3 separate regions of the Sus scrofa genome follow, and all the other regions are linked to region 2. A link is a contact called in public HiChIP or PLAC-seq and promoter capture Hi-C data. All regions are on one chromosome and are shown on one strand. The core of a region is the stretch at or near the end of the contact, and the rest is flanking DNA. Distances in the headings are between cores, read along the strand shown.

Region 1 (4,217 bases), core at 21-2,520, 630 kb before region 2:
AGAAGCTCAAAGAGGATAAGTATGTGGCTTGTGGTCATATGGCAGGTATAGTAGAAGCAGGGACTTAACTTATTTTCTGTCTCTTTACAGTGCTATTACTCCATCTTGGAATTTCCTTTGCTCAGCTTATGTGTACTTACCTCCCCATCCTCTCCCCACCTAAAGAGTACACACAAACCTATTATGCAGCTGTGCTCGCAGGCTGGTGGGGGAGTGGAGGTGGACCAGCAGCACAGCCTGTAGCAGGTGGAAGGTGGCAGTTCCTGCACATACTCGGTACACAGCCCCAGAGCCACTGAGAACTGGGCAGTGAGAATGGCCAAACAGATGGGCACACAGCCCTGAGGGCATCTGGATCTGGAGGGAAGATACATGTGAGAAATGGCTGGGTGAATCGTTACACCTACTTCCATGAGTATGTCCACTCATTTCCCTCCATCCAAATCTTTTGTCTATCTTAGGGTTTCTCCTTTTATTCTCCCACTTACTCCACGTGCCTTGCCCCAGACTCTTTCCACTACTGTCCTTGACAATAGGAGGCAGCAGACTGCTGAGGCCCCCACATGGAGGAGAATGTAGAACAGGCGGCTACAAGGAGACTCTGTGAGAGGAGGCCACCTAGAATGCCGGCAGCAGGTACAGGAAACAGGCCCACAGCAGGACACCTGAGGGTAGAGCACGTGCAGGGCAGCAAAGCAGAGATGATTTACTGAGGAAGGGCTTACATTAATGTATGTGTGAGGTTAACCCATGAGGCTGAATTCCAAAATTTCCCCCTCCCTTCTCTTCTTTCCTTTTACTCAGGAATTCTCAGACTCTCTGGTTCCAGGCTATTTAGGATTGCCTTCCACTGACATCAAGTAGCGCTTTCATCATAAGAGCTTACCTGCTGGCTTGAGCAGAATTTCCCAAAAGCCTAAGTCACACCTGGCTTCAAACCCTTCCCTGGACCTAAACATCTGGTACCAGGAACATGGGAGGAGAGGTTTAATGATGAATGTTCTTAGAGGCAAAGAAGCATAAGGGCCCCAGAGGAAAGGAAGGCCTATCCTTATTTAAACAGCTCCCCTGGGTTTTTCTCCCCAGCTTTTTAGATTCCCCACTATTTCCTTCCAGTTTTTCAGATAGCACATGCTCTAGGGAGCTCTCTGGCCAAATATCCTCTCACCTGATAGAAGGGAGGGCTCAGTATGACGCTGCTCACTCCACTGTGTTGCTGCGCCAGGCGGGGAGAGGTGCTCGAGCTCGTGACCGCCTTTGCACCCACCATCCTTATCCCAGGGATTAGGCCCAGGTCCACCAGATGGACAGTAGATGAGAAAGGCGCTTTCCTTTGTATCAGCCCACTGGACTGTGCTGAGGCTGGTCACCCAGTTTAAGGCAGAATGGAGGGGAGGGAAAAGAACACCAACCTCCAGGATGTGGTAAATGCAAATGTCCCTGTGAAACTACTTTCTCCCCGGGGGCCTGTTCTTCTCAGATTAGGGAGTGGTTTGGTATCTGGCCTGTAGATTAGCATTCTTAATTGGTTTAGGATTAGACTTTATCCATCTGGAAGAGAATTCCTTGAGGTGTGTGGGCGGATCTAGATGAAGAGGAGGAGGACAGTCTGGAGTGATGACAGGTTAGGCTGGGACACGGCCTGTCAGAAAACAACTCTGTACAAGCCGGAAAGGAAGTCAAAGAGACAACCGGTTTCCTCGTTGAAGCTTCTAGAACCAGAGCACTAAAGAAGGTGTGGTCCAGGGGCAGCCCCGCCTCCTCTCCGGGCGGAAGTTGCGGGGCAGTTACCGGAAGTCCTCATGAGGCGGGGCCGGGCCTGAGGGGCGGCGCGGTGGGATCGAAATGGCGACCGAGGGGGATGTGGAGCTAGAATTGGAGACTGAGACCAGTGGCCCGGAGCGACCTCCCGAGAAGCCACGGAAGCACGACAGCGGTGCGGCGGACTTGGAGCGAGTCACCGATTATGCGGAGGAGAAGGAGATCCAGAGTTCCAATCTGGAGACGGTGAGGTTGGCCGGGAGCTTGTCTGGGCGGGATGAGAGGAGAAAAGGCTTTGAGGCTGTAAGTGGAAGCCCCGCTTCAGGACGTGGCCTGACCCGTGAGGTGGGAGGAAGCGAGAGGGAAGCTGAACCGTCACTGGGGCTCGCCGCTCGCAAAAAGGAGCTTTGGAGATTGGGTTGAAAGTGGATCTCGGGTGTACGGAATTGAATTAAACATAGGCCCTGGTTCCTCGGACACTCGTCGTGAATATACACCTCACCTGCTTGGCACTGGTGTTTGCAGTAACTACATCTGCCTTTTCTATAGGCCATGTCCGTAATCGGAGATAGGCGGTCCCGGGAGCAGAAAGCAAAGCAGGAGCGGTAAGTCTTACGCACGCAATCACCCTACCACCCCCTGCTTTTTCCCCCAGACGAAGGGTATAAAAAAGCCATCGTTAGGCTTTTTATACTTGGTACTGTTCTTCAACTCTAACATCAATTCCTGCAGATCTAAGATTTAGGATTTTACTCTTTTGTTAGTGGAAGGAAAAGCCTCCTAACAACGCCTGCTGCCTGCTGGACATACTCTATGGGATAGGGTGGGATGGGATGTTAAGTGAGGGGGCGGGAGTCTTTTTGTATTTTCAGTCAGCAGTATTTACCAAGTCATTTGTAAGGCACAGCCGGGAATGATCCTTTCTGGGAGTTTAAGGTGGAGGTAGGGATTGAGGACTAAAGTACATGAATATTTGCAGGGAGAAGGAACTGGCAAAAGTCACCATCAAGAAGGAAGATCTGGAGCTGATAGTGAGTAATAATGTCTAACTAGTGTGTGAACCGGGAAGGTTAGTTTGATTTGGGTTGTTTCCTGAAACAGCATGATTTGCTGCCACATTAATGCACTGGAGGAAACTTAGCTAATATTGATCCTTTTCTTGCAGATGACAGAGATGGAGATCTCTCGAGCAGCAGCAGAACGGAGTTTGAGAGAACACATGGGCAACGTGGTAGAGGCTCTTATTGCCCTGACCAACTGATTTGTGCTTTCTCAGACATACCCACTGGATTAACTTATTTCAATAAAGATGCCTTCTTTTTCTTGCAGTTTTATCATTTTGGATGAAGTGCAATGTATGTTTATATTGTATCTTATTGTGGAAAATTTACATGTTGGGGTAATGAGCGTATGTGAAGGATCAATGTAGAAGAAAGAGTACTCATGTTCAGATGCTGAATGAGGCCAGGCTCATTCATTTATCTAGTTCTCAGCAGTGTTCAAAGTACACTTAAGAGTCTCAGCAAAGTTTACTGTACCCTGTGGTGTGTGTAGCTTATGAAAAGCTGAAAGGTCAGTACCTCCTTAGGAGCCATGTGTATAGATGTCACCAATCCAGTTCATAAGCCTTTTTTTTTTGGTCTTTTTGCTATTTCTTTGGGCCGCTCCCGCGGCACATGGAGGTTCCCAGGCTAGGGGTCTAATCAGAGCTGCAGCCACCTGCCTACGCCAGAGCCACAGCAACGCGGGATCCGAGCCGCGTTTGCAACCTACACCACAGCTCACGGCAACGCCGGACCCTTAACCCACTGAGCAAGGGCAGGGACTGAACCCGCAACCTCATGGTTCCTAGTCGGATTCGTTAACCACTGCGCCACGACGGGAACTCCTACTTTATTTTTTAATTTATTTTTGTCTTTTTGCCTTTTCTAGGGCTGCAACCGTGGCATGTGGAGTTTCCCAGGCTAGGGGTCTCATCGGAGTTGTAGCTGCCAGCCTACGCCAGAGCCACAGCAATGCAGGATCTGAGCCGCGTCTGCAACCTACACCACAGCTCATGGCAACACCGGATCCTTAACCCACTGGGCAAGGCCAGGGATTGAACCTGCAACCTCATGGTTCCTAGTTGGATTTGTTAACCACTGAGCCACGACTGGAACTCCCTGGATTTACTTTAAAAGTTAATCTTTGGCCAAGTCAACCTTGTTTCCTTGGCTGTAAGATGAGACATATTTGATAGGCTGTTTTAAGAATTGATGCACAGGGAATTCTTGTGGCACAGTGGAAATTTTCGATTAGGAACCAAGAGGTTGCTGGTTCCATCCCTGGCCTTGCTTAGTGGGTTAAAGATCCAGTGTTGCCGTGAGCTGTGGTGTAGGTCGAAGGATGAGGCTTGGATCCTGAACGGCTGTGGCTGTGACTGTGGCCAGCTGCTCTAGCTCTGATTAGCCTGGGAA
Region 2 (4,369 bases), core at 1,544-4,043:
TGGGCCTGCCAAGGTAGACATCTTCACAACTGTGGGTTCCAGCTGAAACACTAGAAAGGTTGCACTTTAGGAGTAAAGACTGCCGTAATGAGCTCTGACAAGATTGGCATGGGAGGGAGTTTCCTGGTGCCCTAGCAGTTAAGGATTTGGCACTGTCACTGCTGTGGCTTTGGTTTAATTTCAGGCCTAGGAACTTCCGTATCCCACAGAAGTAGCCAAAAAAAATAAAAATAAAAAGGTTGGCATGGGAGACAATCAAGCCTATACTAGTTTAAGGTGACCACTAAATAACTGATGTACGTGCTAAAATAAGATCCATCAGGAGCTCCCATTCTGGCTCAGCAGTAACAAACCTAATATTCAAGAGGATGCAGGTTCAATCCCTTGCCTTGCTCAGTGGGTTAAGGCCTCGCTCAGTGGGTTAAGGATCCTGCATTGCTGTGAGCTGTGGTGTAGGTCACAGTCACGGCTTGGATATGGCATTGCTGTAGCTGTGATGTAGGCCAGCAGATGTAGCTCCAATTCAACCCCTAGCCTGGTAACTTCCGTATGCCACAAATGTGGTCCTAAAAAGCAAAAAAAAAAATTTTAAATAAAAATAAAAAATCAAGTGAAATCCTGATATTTAACCAATATATCATTTTAGTATGTAATCAATTTGGAATACTACTGAGATGTTTTATATTCTTTTATACGAAATCTGAAATGTAGTGCATACTTTATATTTACAAAACATCTTATTTTGGATACTAAATTGTCATTGGAAATATTTGATTGGGTAGAGTTCATGAAACTTACAGTTGAATACGTATGTTTACATACGTTCAAAGCACACTTAACAATAGACTTACGTTTTAGGACAGTTTTAGGTTGACAGCAACATTGAGTAGAAAGTACAGAGCATCCCCACCTACCCCATTCCTACATACATACAGCCTATCAACATCCTGCACCAGTGTAGAATTGTTATAATTGATAAACCAACAGTGACATAACATTATCAACCAAAGTCCTTAGTTTATGTCAGGATTCACACTTTTTATTGTATATCCTGTGGATTTGGATAAATGTATAATGACATATATCCATCATTATTATATCATATAGAATAGTTTCACTGCCCTAAAAATCCCTTATGTTCCATTTAGGCCTCCTCCTTTACCCCTAACCCCCTCGAAACCACTTATCTTTTTATTGTCTCTAAAGTTTTGAGTATTTCATAATATCATGTAGTTGGAATCATACAGTTATATAGCTTTTTCAGATTGACTTCTTTCACTTAATAATATACATTTAAGATTCCTCCATGTCCTTTCATGGCTTGATAGCTCATTTATTTTTAGCTGAATAATATTCCATTGTATGGATGTACCACAGTTTATCTACACCTACTGAAGGACACTTTGGTTGCTCTGAATTTTGGCAATTATGAATAAAGCTGCTATAAACACTTGTGTAGACGTAAGTTTTCAACTCCTTGTAGTAATCATTTAATAATTATTTCAGTAATCGGGGGTAATTATTTAATATGCTTTTGCTTTCCATGATACACACTGGACAATCAGTAGTTATCTTCTGATTTTCAATTAGTTTTTCTGAAATCTATTATTTTGTGAACTATTTCCAGTTTTACATACTGTATACTACTGCCTCTCAAGAAATGTTGTATTCAGAGCATTCTTGTACCAGGAAGATTTAGGACTCAAGTGAATTCTGAGTTCTCACAAGATCTGTAGTATATAAGGCTTTCAGAAGACAACTCATCTGCTCCACACTTTGAAACATCAACAACCAGATTCACAAGGTTCTGTCCTTACCTCAGCCTCATCTCTTTCCACCATCCCAAGAACAGAACAACTTCCCCAAATGCTCAACGCAATCTCCTCTTTGGACTTTTCCATCTCGTTTTTCCTTGTCTAGACACTCTTCCTTTGTAACATCAACTCTTCCTTTGTAACATCAACTCTTCCTTTGTAACATCAACTCTTCCTATCTCACTTACATGTCATTTCATTAAAACGTTTCCAGACCTCCTCACTGGTACCCTTCCTTGCGCTTTTTCAATGCGTGTGAAGAACCCCTTCTTGTAATCATTTTATCACACGGTATTTAAATTGTTTTTTTGCCTTCTTCAACAATTTGCAGACTCTGGGAAGTCAGTATTTCCGTCTGCCTTGTTCACTGTTACATTCCTCTCATCTAGTATGGTCCTCAGACATTGTGGTTTTTCAATAAATATTTCTTGATTGGATAACGAGAGTGGCCTGGAGTTTTAATAGATAATGCTCTCCCAATCACCATGCTTGCTTTTCTGTCATTCCACTAGCACTGGACGCTCGGGACTGATTCATTTTCACCGCGTGAGGTTGGCTGTCCTTTGACCCAGGCCTGCAGGTATGAATTCCTTCGTTTTTACGATCTAACTTAGCACAACCACAGCCAACACGCGTGGCGTAGGTTTATACAACCCACAGCAACTGCTGTGCCTTCTAGGCAGTGAGCTGGAAAAAGGCTCTTCAGGTGCCACCGGGACGCCAGGACAGACCAAGAATTCGCCTTAACCTGGCCTCGGGCATTGCTCTCTACACACCACCTCCTCCTCCAGCGCGCCAAGCCGTTAAGTACCACCCCTTCTCACTCGGCTCCACCCACCTGGCGCACCCGGGTTACTAAACCCTAGCAGCCAGGTTGCGCTCAGCGTTCGTAAGCCCCGCCTCCAGGGCTAGGGCGCGCACCCCCTCCCCGCTCTGCCTAAGCAGTTCCGTTAGCAGTGGGAGGAAAAACCGTCTTTCGGGTCCCCGCCTCTCCACTCCCAACGCTTTATTCCCTACTCCCCCTGCGACCACTCCACAACCAGCTACGGAGGCCCCTAAAGTACAAACATCCCCCAGGCACTGGCGTAGCCTGCTAGATTTTTTCCTTGTTACTCCACTTGGTACCAAGGTCCTTTGTTCAGTTTTTGTCAGGAATTCGGGATCGCGAGTTTCTTCCGCCGGCGGGAACTCTAACGCTCTTCACGGAAGTAAAGTTGTTTTTTTGGCTCCCCCCGCCCGCTACGCCGTGGCTGCCTGCATTCCTTCCCTCCCACCTCTCGGAATTGTGGCGGGAGGGGGAGGAGGAAGTCAAGGCGCCTGCGCGGAGAGGCCGCTTTCCATCCGGGTCCCTGTCCGTGCGGTGCAGCAGGTCGGTAGGCGGGAAATGGCGACTGGCTGAAGGAGCTGGTTCTGTTGCTGCTGCGGGCTAAGGGGGAAAGACACCGCACATTGCGCAGTCGGGACCATCGCCGGAGCCTGAGGACACTTCTCTGTCGTCACAGTTAGGTAATTCCCCTCGTCCAGACGCTGCCGCGGCTTCCAACCTTAGTCCTCCTCCTCTTCCCAGGGCCGTCTGCCGGGATCTCCTCCCCTTCTCAACCTGGTTCTCCAGCGGCTCCGGCGCCTTAGTAGGCAGGCACTGTTGGCGCCTCGTACGTCCGCTGTGTGGAGCCTCTCTTCTCTGGACTTTCCCCTGGGAACAGAAAGAGAGCTCACTTCCCGCCAGCTTCAGCTCTCAGGCTGCGGCCTGTGTTGTGATTTCTGGGGTTAGATTTCACTTTCCTACCCACCCCCACCCCGATCTCACGTCCCTAGTTCCAAACCTTGTGGTCCCTCCGGGTAATTGGGTTAGATCAGCTTTTCTAACCCTGACCCACCTGATGTTTTGGGTATTTCTTTTTTTCTAGTAAGGTGTTTTTAGGGGGGCGTTGCTCTCTCTTAGTTTTTATAAGCACCTTTTAAGGATCTGGAAGAAAAGATTTCACTGAGTTCTGTTTGTCTTTTGTGCTGTTAAAATATTGAGTTGACATTGTTACTTTTTCAATCAAGAGTGCTGGTAAAGAACAGCTCATGTGGAAGGCCTCTGGTTTCTATAGTGGTCGATTAAGGGTGAATCTCATCGTCCGTAGTATTCTACGCTTTCTTTGGGTGTTAAATGCCTGTATGGGTGCTTACTTTTGCATTCTTGACTATAATTCCGGGGTAAATATATTGCATAAGTAAATTGTGTTTATTTACTTCTCACCCTAGCGGTAGCTGGATGTTTGAATGATGGTAAGCCCTTAAGAGTACCTTAGGGAAACCTACAGAGACACTGCCCGTAAACTGCACTAAGATTCTGAAATGACATGTACTTAGTAGATGTTCCTCCAAGGCAGGGATTTATCTCTCTAATGCTAATAAAGCAGTAATACCAAGATTATTGCCCAACGTAGATATACAAATTGGTAGCTTAAAAGATACTTAGCTTCGTAATTTTCAGATTGTAGATTTCTTTATATACAGTCTCCTCATTCTTTGCCAAGTTTTAAATTTTCGTTTGTTGTTCACCTGTT
Region 3 (4,627 bases), core at 929-3,428, 620 kb before region 2:
TTTTTTTTTTTTAAATTGGGACGTTCCTGGGCCAGGGACTGAAACTGGGCCACAGCTGGGATCAGAGCCACAGCCAAGATAATACTGGATCCTTAACCTACTGAGCCACCAGGAAACTCCAAGGATTTCTTAAACAGTATACTAAACACCACAAAACATAAAAGACAAAATTGTTAAATCTGTCAACAATAAAACTAAAAACACCTGTGTGACAGAAGACTCCATAATTAAAAGACAAGCCAAAAAACTCTGGGAAATAGATATTAAAGTTTGGGGGAGTTCCCATTGTGGCACAGTGGCTAACGAATCTGACTCGGAACCATGAGGTTTCAGGTTCGATCCCTGGCCTTGCTCAGTAGGTTAAGGATCCGGCATTGCCGTGAGCTGTGGTGTAGGTCGCAGACGCGGCTCAGATCCCTAGTTGCAGTGGCTGTGGCATAGGCCGGCGGCTACAGCTCCTATTGGACCCCTAGCTGGGAACCTCCATGTGCCACAGGAGTGGCCCTAGAAAAGGCAAAAAGACAAAAAAAAAAAAAAAAAAAAAAAAAAAAAAAAAAGATTTGGGATGTGTCAGAACAAACTAAATAGAAAATGGGTAATTGAAAGAGATAATTCATAGAAGACAACACCTAGAGAGATGATAAACACACAAACAAGATGCCTAGTAATCCTGGACTCAGGAAATTGCAAATTAAAATAACGTGCTATTGTTTCACACCCATTAGATCGGGCAAATAAAAAAAATCTCATACAACCAAGATTGTGGGTAATATAACAGGAAATAAAAACTTTCAATGCTCTTACAATCCACTGTGGAGAGCAAATGGCAATAGGTAGTTAATTGATGAAGAACTTCTAGGAGTCTACCCTAAAATTCTTAAGGCAGTGCACTAAAGAATGATAACTGCAGCGCTGTGTGTAAGAGGAAAAAAAGTAACAAAACAGCTAATTGTCCCTCAGCAGGGAACAAACTCCATATAATAGACCTCATAAGCAGTTAAATTAATAAGATCTCCATGTATCCAAAGGCACTTATCAAAAAACCACAGAGTTTAAGGAAAAAAAAAAAAAAAGGCAGGTTACACAAGGATAAGTACCTTATATTTAAAAAACAGGAAAGAAGTGATATTATTTTCCAAATATCTTACTGAAAAAACTCTTGACTTTTCAGTCTGACTCCCTAAACAGGTACAGTGTTGCTTCATCCATCTGCACTCACTGGAATCAAACCTATCCTTTAAAGATCAACTTGAGTACCCCAGTCTGAAGAGATTATTCAAAGCGCTTGGTTTACATCACCTATGTAACAGTATTAGGGGTGCGAAAGACTGCACACTTGCTTAGAATAGGTCTCTTTTTGCATGAATCACGTCTACTATGAGTTCCTTAAGGTTAGGGGTACTGTCTCTGTATTAAATTTAACAAATACAGTCACTGCGTTGGTTGAAAGGGATTAAAAAGTTTAATAAGAGAGGGTTCCTGCCTTGAGGAATCTATGAGTTTATGATGCAGTAGAGAGAGATGGACACATAATTACAGTAAGAGTTATAAAAGCATAAACAGATTATGGATAACAAAACTGGGATTGTATCCCGCACAACGCCTTCCAAACAGCAAGCGTTCACTTTATTTATTACTCTAGTTTATTGGTGGAGGCCAAGGGAAGAGGATGCTTGCTGTAGGAGTGAACCGACAGGCTCTAGGAACAAGATGAGGTGGAAATAGTGTGGGTGTTTTTTTCCCTTCTAGGCAACGCGATTGGATGCGAGTTTGATGGCGAAAGAAATAGGGGGCAAGGTCTTAAGGATCGCTGGGGCTGAGGTGGTGGGCCCGGGGTCGGTTTGGAATATGCTAGGGAAACAAGTAAGATCCGACTGGAAAACAGCTCAACACAGTACCTTTCTCATTGCGAACCGGGACGGCCCCAGCCGTAGACTGAATAGGCGGTTGTTTCATGAGTGCGCTTGGGACCGACATTTTGATGGCAGCGGCGGTGATTCCAAAACTTGACTGATTCCAAACTGTGAACAGGTACAACGTCAACGAACAGAAAATCCTCCGCACCAGAGGCCACTGGACACTGCTGCGTACTGATAGAAACACCACTTACGGCTGAGCTAGAAAAACAGGAAATGTACGACTAGAGGATTGTGGGATTGTGGAGGACGTCAGGGAGCCAAAGTCCGTGGAGTCTGTTACTGCGCATGCTCATAAACTCCCTGTCGACCTTAGTCTCGCGGTATTTGGACGCCACTTCTGGCGGGAAATGGCTCTCTGGACTTTGCGGTTAAGACTCTGAGGTCCGCGGAAGACCCGAATTAAAGGTTTCGCTGATTAGGTTCGTTTGAAGCCGAGGAAAATGGCAAAGTGATGAAGAAGAAACCGAGGAGTTAGAGAAGGACAGTGTGTTCAGATTGTTGAAAGCTAAGAATTAGAGTTAAATCGAAATAGAAATCCTGCTAATAGCACCTGATTTTCTCACTTGATGAGACCGAGCGGTTTGTAGTGCGATATTTTTGGGTTACGTCAGGGCAAGTGGTGCTAATTTAGACCAGTGGCAGGAAAAAAAAATCCCCTAAACGGCTTAGAACAATGCCTGAAATCCAAACACTCTTAGGCGTTTCAGTTCTTTCCTTTCTAGAGACTGCCTATTAAAACATATTCTTGGCTGGAATGGTTGTATATGAAAGTCCATAAGTAATTATTAAGCACTTGCTGTATTTACCTCGTTTAGCTCTAAGGAGTATGGAGCATTGTTAAAAGGCTTATGTCTTCCAAATACTTGAATTTTATTTAGGAAGTCTTCAAGGGCTTTTACAGTAATATCAGAAACAATCCCAATTTACTTGCTGGGCTGTGTAAAAAACATAGGCTAATTGAAAGTCAAAACACATTCAGTGTAGAAAGGATTTTATAACTGCTGTGGTGGGGAGGGAAGGGACACATGAGCAAAGTCTTGAAGTACAGAAATTGCATGGTATATATATTAGACACTATGAAAAGTTTGATTTTATCAGTAATTTTTCATTTGAGGAGTGTGAAAGTTCCTGAAGGGCTTTGAAGGATTCGTTCTAAAATTATTTCATCTGTGTTCTAAAATTGGGCTTAGGCTGGGAGAAATACAATTGAGCAAATCTCCATTAAGGAACAATGGATGACTCAAGTAAGCCATCAAAGGAGCAATTTTGAGCTGGAAAGAAAAGGACTGTAAAAATAGAGCAAATAGAAATTTGTATTATAATTTTATCAGCTTCAAAACCGTGCTATTCAGAAGGAGTAAATCTGATGGGAAGGCAGTTAGTTGTTTCTGCTCACGGACATCTAGAGAATAGAAAAAAAAGTTTGATATGACTGTAACTCTTAAATGCAGTGCCCTAAAGTCTTACATTTGGTGCTTTTGTGATACAGAAGCTATTGAGAACTTTCTCCCAGTGTTGGGGCTTTGTAAGGTCATTACTAGAATCCTAACTGGTGGGCAAAATTTAAACCAGCTTAGTTAACTTGTGGGTGAAATTAAACCAGCTTGTTATTGGCTCTTGAAAAAATATCAAAATGCTTCCTTTCCTAGGGAGAAGATAATAAGGTAGCCATAGGGCATAGTTTTCTGGTGGTGGGGTTACAAGGAACTAGGAGTCAAGGTAAAAGGCTGCATGTTGGTTTCGATTTCATTTCCTCTTTATTTCATACGACATCTAAGTGCATCTGAATCTTCTCCAAGCTCACAGTGCTAGGCAAGGTGGTTTTTCCTTAGCAGAAGTGCAGGTGTTCTTCAAAGTGAGATACTGACATCAGCAGCATCAAAATCACCTGGATCCAAGGTAAAAATGCCGATTTGGCTTCTACATTTCCCTAAAGAATTTGAGTTTGGGATGAGGCTGCCAAGCTAGCCTCCTTAAGCTACTAACGTAATGCCCCGTGCCCCCTCCCCCTCCCAATGGCTGGGATCCGAACCCGCCTGCGCCGCCCGGCTTCCCCTGCCCCGGGCCCCGCCCCTCCCCTCCCGACCCCGCCCCTCCCCTCCCGACCCCACCCATCCCCACCTCCTGCCGCAATCTTGGCGGGAAGACGCCAGCAGCTAAACTGCGGAAAGATGTTTGGACCGCGCGCGGAGGCCGAGGAGAAGGCAGGCTCCAGACAGCGGCTGCAGGTGAATGTGAGAAACGGCTTGTTGCTTTCGGGTGTGTTCCTGCCTCAGTCTTCGTGAGGGATCTGCCCGGCATAGGCCGAGGAGGACAGGAGGACTTGTCAAACTTTCCCGCTTTATGGGGCTTGTCTCAGTTTAACGGGTTTTTCTGGGGTGTTGCTCCAAAAGATAGCAGAGATGCCTGTCCTGGTTTTCCTCTATGGAAACTAGGCCTATCAGCATTGAGGAAAGTCCTTATCACTAATTCCAGAAATAGTTTCATGATGGGATCAGAAAGTGTGCATTTGCTTTTGCAGTAGTGATGGTCAGCTTTCGGCTCTTGAAACTATTCTGGTTTCCTCGGTCTCTTCAATTACAGATTGTAGTTATTTTTATTATTTGTCTGGCAGACTTATGGGTAAGAAATGTGCCTAGTATAGTAAATAATTCTATTCAAGTTAATGAATTGAGTATCTAGATTTTGGACGGAAAAAAGTTTCCTTA

The links. Promoter capture Hi-C pulls out the DNA fragments that hold promoters and counts their contacts. HiChIP or PLAC-seq counts read pairs in DNA pulled down with a chosen protein or histone mark.
Region 1: an H3K27ac HiChIP or PLAC-seq map of alveolar macrophages shows a contact between it and region 2. The contact joins the promoter of SERINC4 here to the promoter of CTDSPL2 in region 2. A contact is called at or near these places in 1 of 5 promoter capture datasets (fetal skeletal muscle), 1 of 47 Hi-C or Micro-C datasets (heart right ventricle) and 1 of 2 datasets of contacts at active chromatin or transcription factors (alveolar macrophages).
Region 3: a promoter capture Hi-C map of liver shows a contact between it and region 2, with 4 times the contacts expected there. The contact joins the promoter of MFAP1 here to the promoter of CTDSPL2 in region 2. A contact is called at or near these places in 1 of 5 promoter capture datasets (liver), 1 of 47 Hi-C or Micro-C datasets (heart right ventricle) and 1 of 2 datasets of contacts at active chromatin or transcription factors (alveolar macrophages).

The regions. Positions count from the first base shown.
Region 1 is chr1:127,757,427-127,761,643 of Sscrofa11.1, reverse strand. SERINC4 (serine incorporator 4) reads right to left here and starts at 1,270. Exons shown (of 10, transcript XM_013993067.2): 1 at 1,169-1,270; 2 at 179-357. The coding sequence starts at 1,270.
Region 2 is chr1:127,124,171-127,128,539 of Sscrofa11.1, reverse strand. CTDSPL2 (CTD small phosphatase-like protein 2) reads left to right here and starts at 2,793. Exons shown (of 13, transcript XM_021096524.1): 1 at 2,793-3,320.
Region 3 is chr1:127,738,958-127,743,584 of Sscrofa11.1, reverse strand. It overlaps MFAP1 (microfibrillar-associated protein 1), which reads right to left and starts at 2,178. Exons shown (of 9, transcript XM_001928118.5): 1 at 1,899-2,178. The coding sequence starts at 1,977. It overlaps WDR76 (WD repeat-containing protein 76), which reads left to right and starts at 2,236. Exons shown (of 15, transcript XM_021096581.1): 1 at 2,236-2,338; 2 at 3,719-3,818; 3 at 4,066-4,147. The coding sequence starts at 4,091.